Regions from separate parts of the Mus musculus genome. Here region 1 is linked to region 2. Evidence: chromatin contacts called from public Hi-C data. All regions are on one chromosome and are shown on one strand. The core of a region is the stretch at or near the end of the contact, and the rest is flanking DNA. Distances in the headings are between cores, read along the strand shown. Region 1 has its middle 130 kb from the start of Fzd1. Region 2 has its middle 220 kb from the start of Fzd1.

What was found. A called contact is a pair of places that touch in the nucleus more often than the background predicts.
Region 1: a Hi-C map of the N1E-115 cell line shows a contact between it and region 2, with 4 times the contacts expected there. The contact joins two enhancer-like sites. A contact is called at or near these places in 1 of 39 promoter capture datasets (the 3T3-L1 cell line) and 4 of 484 Hi-C or Micro-C datasets (the HPC-7 cell line, the N1E-115 cell line, embryonic fibroblasts and 1 more).

Annotation. Positions count from the first base shown.
Region 1 is chr5:4,622,015-4,626,642 of GRCm38.p6, forward strand. No RefSeq gene overlaps it. Among named protein-coding and RNA genes, the nearest start is that of Fzd1, 130 kb to the right of the region's middle. Within about 2 kb of position 1,522, at least 8 of the 459 cell types and tissues checked have an H3K27ac peak or open chromatin away from gene starts, as enhancers often do. A contact at or near this core is called in the N1E-115 cell line, where this site is marked.
Region 2 is chr5:4,536,985-4,541,618 of GRCm38.p6, forward strand. No RefSeq gene overlaps it. Among named protein-coding and RNA genes, the nearest start is that of Fzd1, 220 kb to the right of the region's middle. Within about 2 kb of position 1,802, at least 18 of the 459 cell types and tissues checked have an H3K27ac peak or open chromatin away from gene starts, as enhancers often do. A contact at or near this core is called in the N1E-115 cell line, where this site is marked.

The DNA of each region.
Region 1 (4,628 bases), core at 272-2,771, 85 kb after region 2:
ACTGCACTGAAGGTAGCCTACATGGAATCTGGAATGTTAAATGAGATGGTGGCTTCTGTAGTCACTGGCTGTTGAGTATGTGGAGTCATAGAAGTCTCAGAGTAGGAAGGCTCATGATTGTCCTCTGTTGCAACTTTTGGCCTGATGCAAAAGTGCTCCCATATGACCAGTGAGCAGTGCTGCCCGACAGGGTGATTCTCTGGGATCATGGAAGTAGAGTTCCTGCACCGCCACAGAAACTCTTTCTTTCCTGAGGTGGTTGTATAAGCTATAGCCTTTCAATAAAGGATTGAAGTCTACTGCCTGCTGACCTTGGAATACCCTTGTCCACCACAAAGAATGATAGTTATGGTGCCCCTAAACCAGCAGTTCTTGACCTGGGAGTCATGACCCCTTTGAGGGTCAAATGAACTTGTCACACAGGCCATGTCAGACAATCAGAAAACATAGATATTTATATTACAACTCACAACAGTATCAAAATTACAGCTGTGAAGTAGCAATGAATTAATCTCATATTGGAGGTCACCACAACATGAGGAACTTTTTAAAAGGGTCATAGCATTAGGAAGGTTGAGAACCATTCTCATTTCATATTTTGTCTTTGTTCATGTAGTATAATTCTTGAATCTTCATTATCTTGGGCTGCCTTTTAATACACACTTCATCGTTACAACCCTTTGTGCATACTTTGAATCATTCCCTTCTACTAAAAGAACATGTCAGGTCTGTGGATGTCTTTTCCATAGTCCTAGTAATTAGTAGTACCTGAAATGTTTTAAACAGTATATATATGTGTGTGTGTCCATATCCATATCCATATCCATATCCATATCCATATCTATGTTTAATGAATGAATCATCTGCTTTTCCACAGAATCAAAAAAGATCCACTCTCTAATAGATGGGAAATTAATTCCTTTGTGTTTCAATTACAAAAAAGGCAGATCTCTGTCTGTCTGTCTGTCTGTCTGTCTCTCTCTCTCTCTCTCCCTCCATTCCTCCCTCCTTCCTTCCCTCCCCACTTCTCTCTGAGTCAGGTAAGACTTATTAGAAAGCTGATAAATTTTGCTTTAATGTTATGTTAAACTATCCAAAGACATTATTGCTAGAGAATAATTTAAACATTATACAAATTGGATTCCACATGTGTTGTACTGATGTTTGCATGTGACTTTGTGGGACCTTTTGTTTAATAAAGAAAAATTCAAACATCAGCAAGAAAAGGAACAATGAATTTTGGTTTCAGCTTAATCTGCTAAGTAATGACTTGAAATCTTCGTAAGACCAACTCTGGCACCTGGCTTCACAATTGAACTGGATAATTCATTAATTACTTTGGCGTGTACCCCTGTAAATGACTTTTAGAGTGGGTGGGTGTTCGGGGGGGGGGGGGCTCCAGTGGAATGAAACACAGCTGTTGAGTTATTTATGTTCACTTTAAAAGCAGAGAACACAAAAGTCCTGTGATTCCACTCACAGGTTCCAGCCTTCATGATTAGATTTTGGCTGGTCCATTACCAACAGATGATTCAGGCCACATCTTCACGAGGCCAAATTGCAAGGTGTAACTTTACTCTCCATAAAAGACTGCTAACTGGCATGCACCTCCCTTTGAGGACAAGAAAATCATGTACTAATAGGATTTATTACTCCTCTTGCCACTTCCCGGTTTAGTGAGATCAAGGAATGTAGTAATATTTCTTCTGTAGTGCTTTTCTGCTCCGAGTTCGGTGCACATGTGGGTAAGCATGCGCACTTTGTGTTTCATTTTATATTTTCACAAATAGCCAGGAGACTAAAGGGGGCCTGGCCAATTAGTCCTCTGGTTCCTGGCAAGGAACCAGAAGCTGAAGGCAATCAGCTTTAAAAGCTTTTTTGGCCCCTCACATCATTATTAAGCTAAACCTAACAAGAACATGGGGGTTGGGAAGTACTCTTTCCAAGGAAACTAGCCTGAAGCTATTTAGAAGCATGGTATCTATAATTTTTATTTTTAAAAAGTTCCCAATGCCCTTTTCTTTTAAGATCTGAAATAATCCTTAAAGCCAATATAATTACAGTATTTATTTCCAGGCAACATCTATTTTTCTTAGCCTTTTCCAACCTCAATCTTGTATACCCCTCCCCGCTGGAAACCACTTCATTTAAATTTATAAGGAAGAAATTACTATAAAACAAAAGCAGAGCGAGTTCTCATAATATACAGTCCCAACTCTTAGTAAAGATGAATACAAGCAGCTACAGGACACACCGGGTACAATGCATTCTGTCTTTTATTTAGCTGTCTATTTTTTTTTTTTTTGAATGGATTTTCATCATTGCCAAGCAGTACTTATCGAATGGTACGGTTTTGTTTGTAAAGGAATGATTATAATTCACAAAGCAGCTAAATGTCCATTAACATTTTTTCATCCTTTTTAAAAATATCCTGAACAAAACTTACTAGCAAGTACTTACAGAGTTTGCACAAGCTTTCTTCGGCTGCCTCACTCTGTCCCCTGGCCTTTGCTGCTAAGAACTGATGGTCCCACTCAGCCTCCGGACTGAGAATAGGGGTCTTCACACCAGGAATTTTAAGGCGTCTGTTAAGTAAGGAGGTTCAGACAGTATAACTACCGCCACTTAAATACCAGGCCAGTGAAAAGGAAAGAGAAAAGGAAGGGAAAACACTCAGGGTTTACCGAGGACATGGTCATGTCGGTTTTCTATTTTGCTTCTTTGTTCAACTATAAGATTTAGTGAGGTAAATGCAGCAAGGTGTGCATGGCTTCACAACCTTCCAAGTGATTCTTGTAAAATATGACATAGAAGCTCCAAATGAACTATCTCCCGAGTACCGAGTCATGTTTGGGTGCTAGAAGGACAAGCAGAAAGTAGAACTCTCCATGGAGATAACACTTTCTTTTTCGCATCTATTTCCCTTACACAGCTGGAAACCTTATCAAAGGTAACAATTGCACCTCTTGCACCCCACCCCCTATGGCCTTATTTAGTGCCTGGGTCATGGCCAATAGATATTTGTCAAATTAATCCATAAAGGCAAACTAGTACACTGTTAGTGTTAATTGTCTCAGCTGGCAAGTCTAGTGAGCCTGTGAGTGGGCCCACTATGGCCTTAGTAACTTCGGTATCATTTGAGGTTCAGTATCAAGCACCTATTCTCTATTCTTGCCAAGCACACTGCCTGGGGGGCGGGGGTCTCACTTCTATTTCCACATTCAGATCATGCTGAGTATAGACCTCAGTCCGGTGCTCCTTTTTTTTTTTTTTTTTTTTTTTTTTTTTTGAGACTGTTGGCATCTTTGGAGTCAGGAAGCGACATCTGTTGCAGTGAGCTGATTACCAACAAGAAGAACAAGGTAAAGGCCAGCATTAGGTGGGGTCTGGCTTAGCTTCAAAGCAGGCATATGGTTTCTATCTTAATGAGGGAGATTTCATATTCAGGAGAGACACATCTGAAGAGCAAATTAACTAATCAAGACAGAGCACATAAACAGAACGTGGCTGGTCAGATCCCCCTCCATCGATGGCACAGTGTCTCATAAAAGCCTCACAGCGGTAGCTATGCCTCTTTTTGGGTTCCTACTATACCATTTTGGTGGGCACCCTGCATGTCTAAAGACTGGATTACCATGATGATTCATATAGTCTACCTTTGGCAGGTGCCTCTTTGTCCCCAATCCTGTTCCACAAACTAGAATCTTAACATCCCAGAGCACATCTTAATTTGCTTCAAGGTCTTCAAAATTGTACCTCTGCTCGTAGCATTTAACTACTTCTACAAGCATCTATTCTCAGTCCACATTTTTCACGCTACCTCAACAACAGAATTCCAACCCAGCTCCCCAAGCTGGCTCCAAGGCATGCAGTGGTTCCCCAGTCATTTCTGCATCCCTCTTTCTCTTATTTGTCTGAAAGGCTCCAGTCTACTTTGTTTCACGCACACAAGTTTTGTCTACCTATCTAAACTCAGCCTAAGCCTTACATAGTCTAGAAAGACCCCTGTCACCATTCCAGTCCTTGGCAGCAGTTCCTTCTCTGAACAGTGTCCAGGAAAGCACTCTAATGATGACTACTGTGTATCTGTATTTTAAACAACTTTGATGCAGACATAGTTCAGTAGGATGAAAACATAGGTGGTTTATTTGTTTGTTGTTTTAGAAAATGCATTGTCAGTTTCTAACTTTCAAAATCACAGAACAAGAGCTGAGAAAGACCTTGCCATCCTTGCCCCAAGCACAACCTACGGGATTGGAAATACTATTGGTAGAATGTCTCTAAAGGTTTACTTTAAAACGTTATCCTTCATTGTTTTGACCCTGCTACTGTAGACGTCCTGATTAGAAACAGGAGTATAATCCGGAACCCAAGGACCTACACTTGCATGCTTCTTGAAAGGAAAGCTGATGTCCACATCTGATTCAAGTTCAGTCTTTGACATGAGGATCAGGTAGTTGTGTTCCTTCAGCGTTTCCTTGGTTTTCAGGCTTTAAATGAGGAAGAGAAAACTCAATGAGATTAAAAGGTTTCAAAAGATGGAATGTGCTAAAGTCAGGGTTTGTTTCCAATTCTGCATATTTCTAAAGTCTGCCTTCTTTCTACGTCTTCAGAATGTTTCTGGAATT
Region 2 (4,634 bases), core at 552-3,051:
ATAGCTTCATGTGGAAGCCAGGGCCTGGTTCAAACTCTCTGAACCCACTGTTTGTTAGGCAAATGTTGCATAAGAAGAGTCAGGGGTAAGGAAGTAAAGGAGTCGAGTTTATAAAGTCATTTTTGAGTTTTGACTGCCATCCTCCTACTGGATGATTTAGTTTCTTTGATCAACAGTTTCCTCATCTAAAAAGTCAAGTTCATAATAATAACTTTTAGGATTGTAGCAGGGACTAAATATAGCACTATCTGTGAGCTTCTTTGTAAACAAGGGGAGGGAGCCATGGTGTTCCTGCTGCCTTGGATAAGCAGAGCTGATATTTTATTTTTAATATTTTATTTTATTCTATTTCTAATAGATTTGCTACATGGTTTTGAAGCCTACTTTTCAGTTCATCAGGGAATGCATGACTGGAGAAAATGTGTGCTTCTTAAACTAACACTATATTTCTTAATGATTGCATGGGAAAAGTTCACAGTGTTTTAAACCTGCAGTTTGGAAATGGGGGTTGGTGTCATGGAAAGAAAGCCTGGTTTCTAATGGCAGCTCTGATGTTGGCCAGTCAGCTGACCACAATCTGGTCACTTCATCTGTCTGGGTTCTAATTTCTTCAGAGTCACAGGGAGCTGTTAAGCTAAATGGTCCTTTTTCGATCGTGAATGAGATAGTGTGAAGAGAAGCTCAGTTAGAGGACTTGCCCACATTATCAGATTACAATCAGGAGCAGGGCCCTGGAGAAGTAGCACCCAACCCATCAAAAGTTAGAGCATCCATTTTCCTACTTCTACAGGGGATGGTTTATTTGCATGCATATAAATCAAGCGCCTTAGCACTTTTGTGTTGCATCCTTTGCCTCAAGTCCTTTCCCTGAGCATCTTTTTATGTTTCCTTCTTGACCTAATATGGGCATATGTACTGAACAAACCGCTGATCCGGCTGAACAGACGTTATGTCAGGGATACGTGACTATTGGACTGTGACAGAGAGGTCTGCCCCTATGTAAACTGGATCTAGGGATTTGGAAGACAGATTGAAGCCAGACAGACTTGTGATTGAACAAACACCTCTCTATCACTCACTTAAGGTTCATTTCTTCTCTAGAATCTTATGTGCAAGCAAAAGCCTTGAGGTCAGAAGTTAATACTGTGAGAGGCAGTTCCCCAAGCCCAGCGACACTGAGTAAATGGTTGGTGAGGACACACGACTATGAGTAATTCTTGGGACTCTTGTGTTTTTGTACTGATAACCATGTTCAAGAATATAGTGAAATACGTAATTACCACTATTGAATCATAGCAATGGCTCAGTCTCTGACTCTCAGCTTTCTCGATCTGTTAAGTGGGGACATTGCTGTCTCTCCTCTCCTCTCCTCTCCTCTCCTCTCCTCTCCTCTCCTCTCCTCTCCTCTCCTCTCCTCTCCTCTCCTCTCCTCTCCTCCCCTCCCCTCCCCTCCCCTCCCCTCCCCTCCCCTCCCCTCCCCTCCCCTCTTCCTCTCTTCTCTTCTTTTTCTTTGTCTTCTCTCTCTCTCTCTCTCTCTCTCTCTCTCTCTCTCTCTCTCTCTTTGTATAATGGTTCATACAGCTAGAGATGGTGTATGCAAAATGCCGGCCACAGGTTCTCCGTGTATCAACTTTTCCTATCTAGGTTTTGATGTCCTGTTTTGTGATTTGTGCAGCATGCTAAGTCATGGAGAACAAAAGAGGCTTAAGAAACGGTCCTTATCATAAGGAGTCTGGGGCCTAGCTGAAGTGTAGGGCATGCTAATGACAGTACAGGCTGGCATGGTTACAAGTACACTCCGAGCCAGCCTTACTGAGGATGTCCTTGCTTCCGACACAGGCAGTGAGTGTGCTGGCAGCTGGCTCATCCGTGCATTCATCACATTTAAAGATGAATCATTATTAAATTTGCATTTGTAGATGGCTCTTTTATTTGCAAAAAAAGAATGTTTGGTTGTTTTGTGGTACATAGTATGATAATAGTGGGAACCGTCAAATTCTCCAGTTTTACAGTATGAGAGCCGAGATGAGAAAAGCCTGATGTGTTTGTGAGGATATTCATGCCAGGCTCTGCAGAGGGAAAAATAAGAACGCGGATGTGTTGATACCTATGCTAATGCTCATCGCTCTGTGTTCAGTTTGGGGTTCAGGGGAGTAAGATTCACTAGAGAATGGAGTTTTGTTTTTCTGTCTCTTAAAATTCATTACATTTATTCTGAAGAGATTGATGGCTCAAATGAACATTGAAAAGTGTCTCTACCTTTCATCTCCTTCAAATCATGTCAGAAAAGGCCTCCAGCTCACTTCACTTGAGCTTACCTTTTCTAAAGTTTCTTGCTCCCTGGGTGATGGTAGTCACGGAATCATTCCTTGTTAACACACAGATGACTCCAGAAATTTCTGCACTTCAAAGTGAATATTTTATTCACCTGAGTGTTTAACTGTGTCAATGTGCTCTCATTATCAGATTTAATTGAATAATTCAACAAGGAAATGTGCCTGGTACATACGTTATACAGGTGTGTTTGCCAAACTTATCCTGGCTTACAGGAGAGGATAATTCTCCGATGTCCTGGGTTATTTAGGCTGCGGCAGATGTCAACATATTTGCGGAAATGTGTGAGGACTGATGTCCCTAGTTTACTCTTCCCTCATGTTCCCAGATGCCACCTTGTGCTGCAGCTGTATCAGTGAACAGTGGTCATCAACAGGTACATTTATTTTCCTACTGCATGGCAATGTGTGTGTGTGTGTGTGTGTGTGTGTGTGTGTGCGCGCGCGCGTGCGCGCCCCACAGTAAAGACTACCAAGAATGGCTATTCTCCAAGGTATAAGGTATTGGAAGACTTTGGATATGTGAACAACTTGCTGTGTTCCAGACCTATTGACAGAAAGCAACTGAAATCTGCTTACATAATATGGAGGTGTTGCTTGTGATGTCTTGAATTAATGTTTCCCTCTAAATTAGTATGTTGGAACTTTAAATTCCAAGGTTCCAAACCAAGGGATGGAGCCTTTGTGGAAAGAGTCAGTCTCATGAGAATGGGCTGAATTCCCTCCTAAGTTAGAGATCAGAGAGATTTCTGGCCTTTTTGTTTCTTCTGCCATGTGGGGACAGTTTTTTCTTTCTGCCATTTCTGCCATGCTAGATGAAATAAGAGTGTCCCTCTTTTTATTTTAAGCAAGAGATGCAGAATCTAGAGATGCTATGATACTGGACTTCTGTCTCTAAAACAGGAGAAATAATTTTTGGTTGTTTATGAATTATCCAGCCAGTAGGATTTTGATACAGAAGTAGACAATAGCAGACACAGAAATATTTTCATTGCATTCAGCTGTGATTACAAAAACATATACACTAAATTATTTTTCTTAAATAATATAGATACCTGACAAAGTTGGACAATTAGATACATAATTTTAGTTAAACAGCTACCAGGAACCTTGTAAATTGTAGAGTATGCAAGAGGAACTTACTGCAAGACTTTGGTGAAAAGAACTGGGTTTCCATATTCCAACGTCCTCCCTTTATCTATGCATAATGAAGTTCGCTCCACTGGCTAGTGGCATGGCTTAGTGGGCAGAGATGCTTGCCACCAAGTCTGAGGACCTGAGTTTAAGCTTTGGGAGCCACACTGTAGAAGAAGAGAACCCAGTCCTGCTAGTTGTCCTCCTACCACAACATGCAGGTAGTGTCATGACCTCCACACTCTCTCTCTCTCACATACACACACACACACACACACACACACACACACACACACACACACACACAAATAAATGTGATTTTTTTAAAAATCAGAACTTAGGATTGTGTCAAGTTTTATTATGAGGTTTTATTGAAAGAGCTTATAATAAAACAGAAAGTAATTCCTTAAGCCTCTTGGAGGAAATGACTGTCATATGACCATTTAAGTGGAAGATCAAATCAAGGCTCCAAGGTACTCACTAACGATTTTCTCCCAAAGAGCCTATCATTCCCTGATACTGTATCTCTTTATTTTTGACAGAAAAAAGAGACACACACAGGTGTATTCTCTTCAGGCCTAGTGGATAGGAGCTAGCTTACTCATGCCTTCTGTCTTCAGATCAGTACCTTGGTTGCCATTGTGCCTTCAAGCCCCATGCTAACATGTGGTCTTAGAAGGCTGAGAGACAAGAAGTTGGATCATAAAAACAGGAATGCTGTAAGAGAGCAGAGAGAAAAGGGCAACAGCTCATTTAAACTCGGAGAACACCATGGCCTAACTGTATGACTCTTAGCCCTCATATTCTTTTAGGAATAACATGAATGATAGATAGTTGGAGAGGGAGCCTTGAGCTTCCCAGAGGTTCCGGTGTATGGTCAGAACCACACTGATTCTCTGAGAAGTTCAGCTCCTGGACAATTAGGCCATTATAAGGTAAGCTTTTATATTGGTTGAAGAATCTACTTTCTAGTTCACATTTTAAATAAAAATTGTCAGTTTGGGCCCTTCCCATCTGAAGGGCAATTGAACAGTAAAATTCATTAGTATATAGTCTTTCTGTGTTTGGACTTTATATGATACAATTATCAGTGAACGTTTTCTGTCTTATTTGTCAGCAGTAATGTTCACAGATACTGGCATCACATAATGCATGCTGAGTGATTGC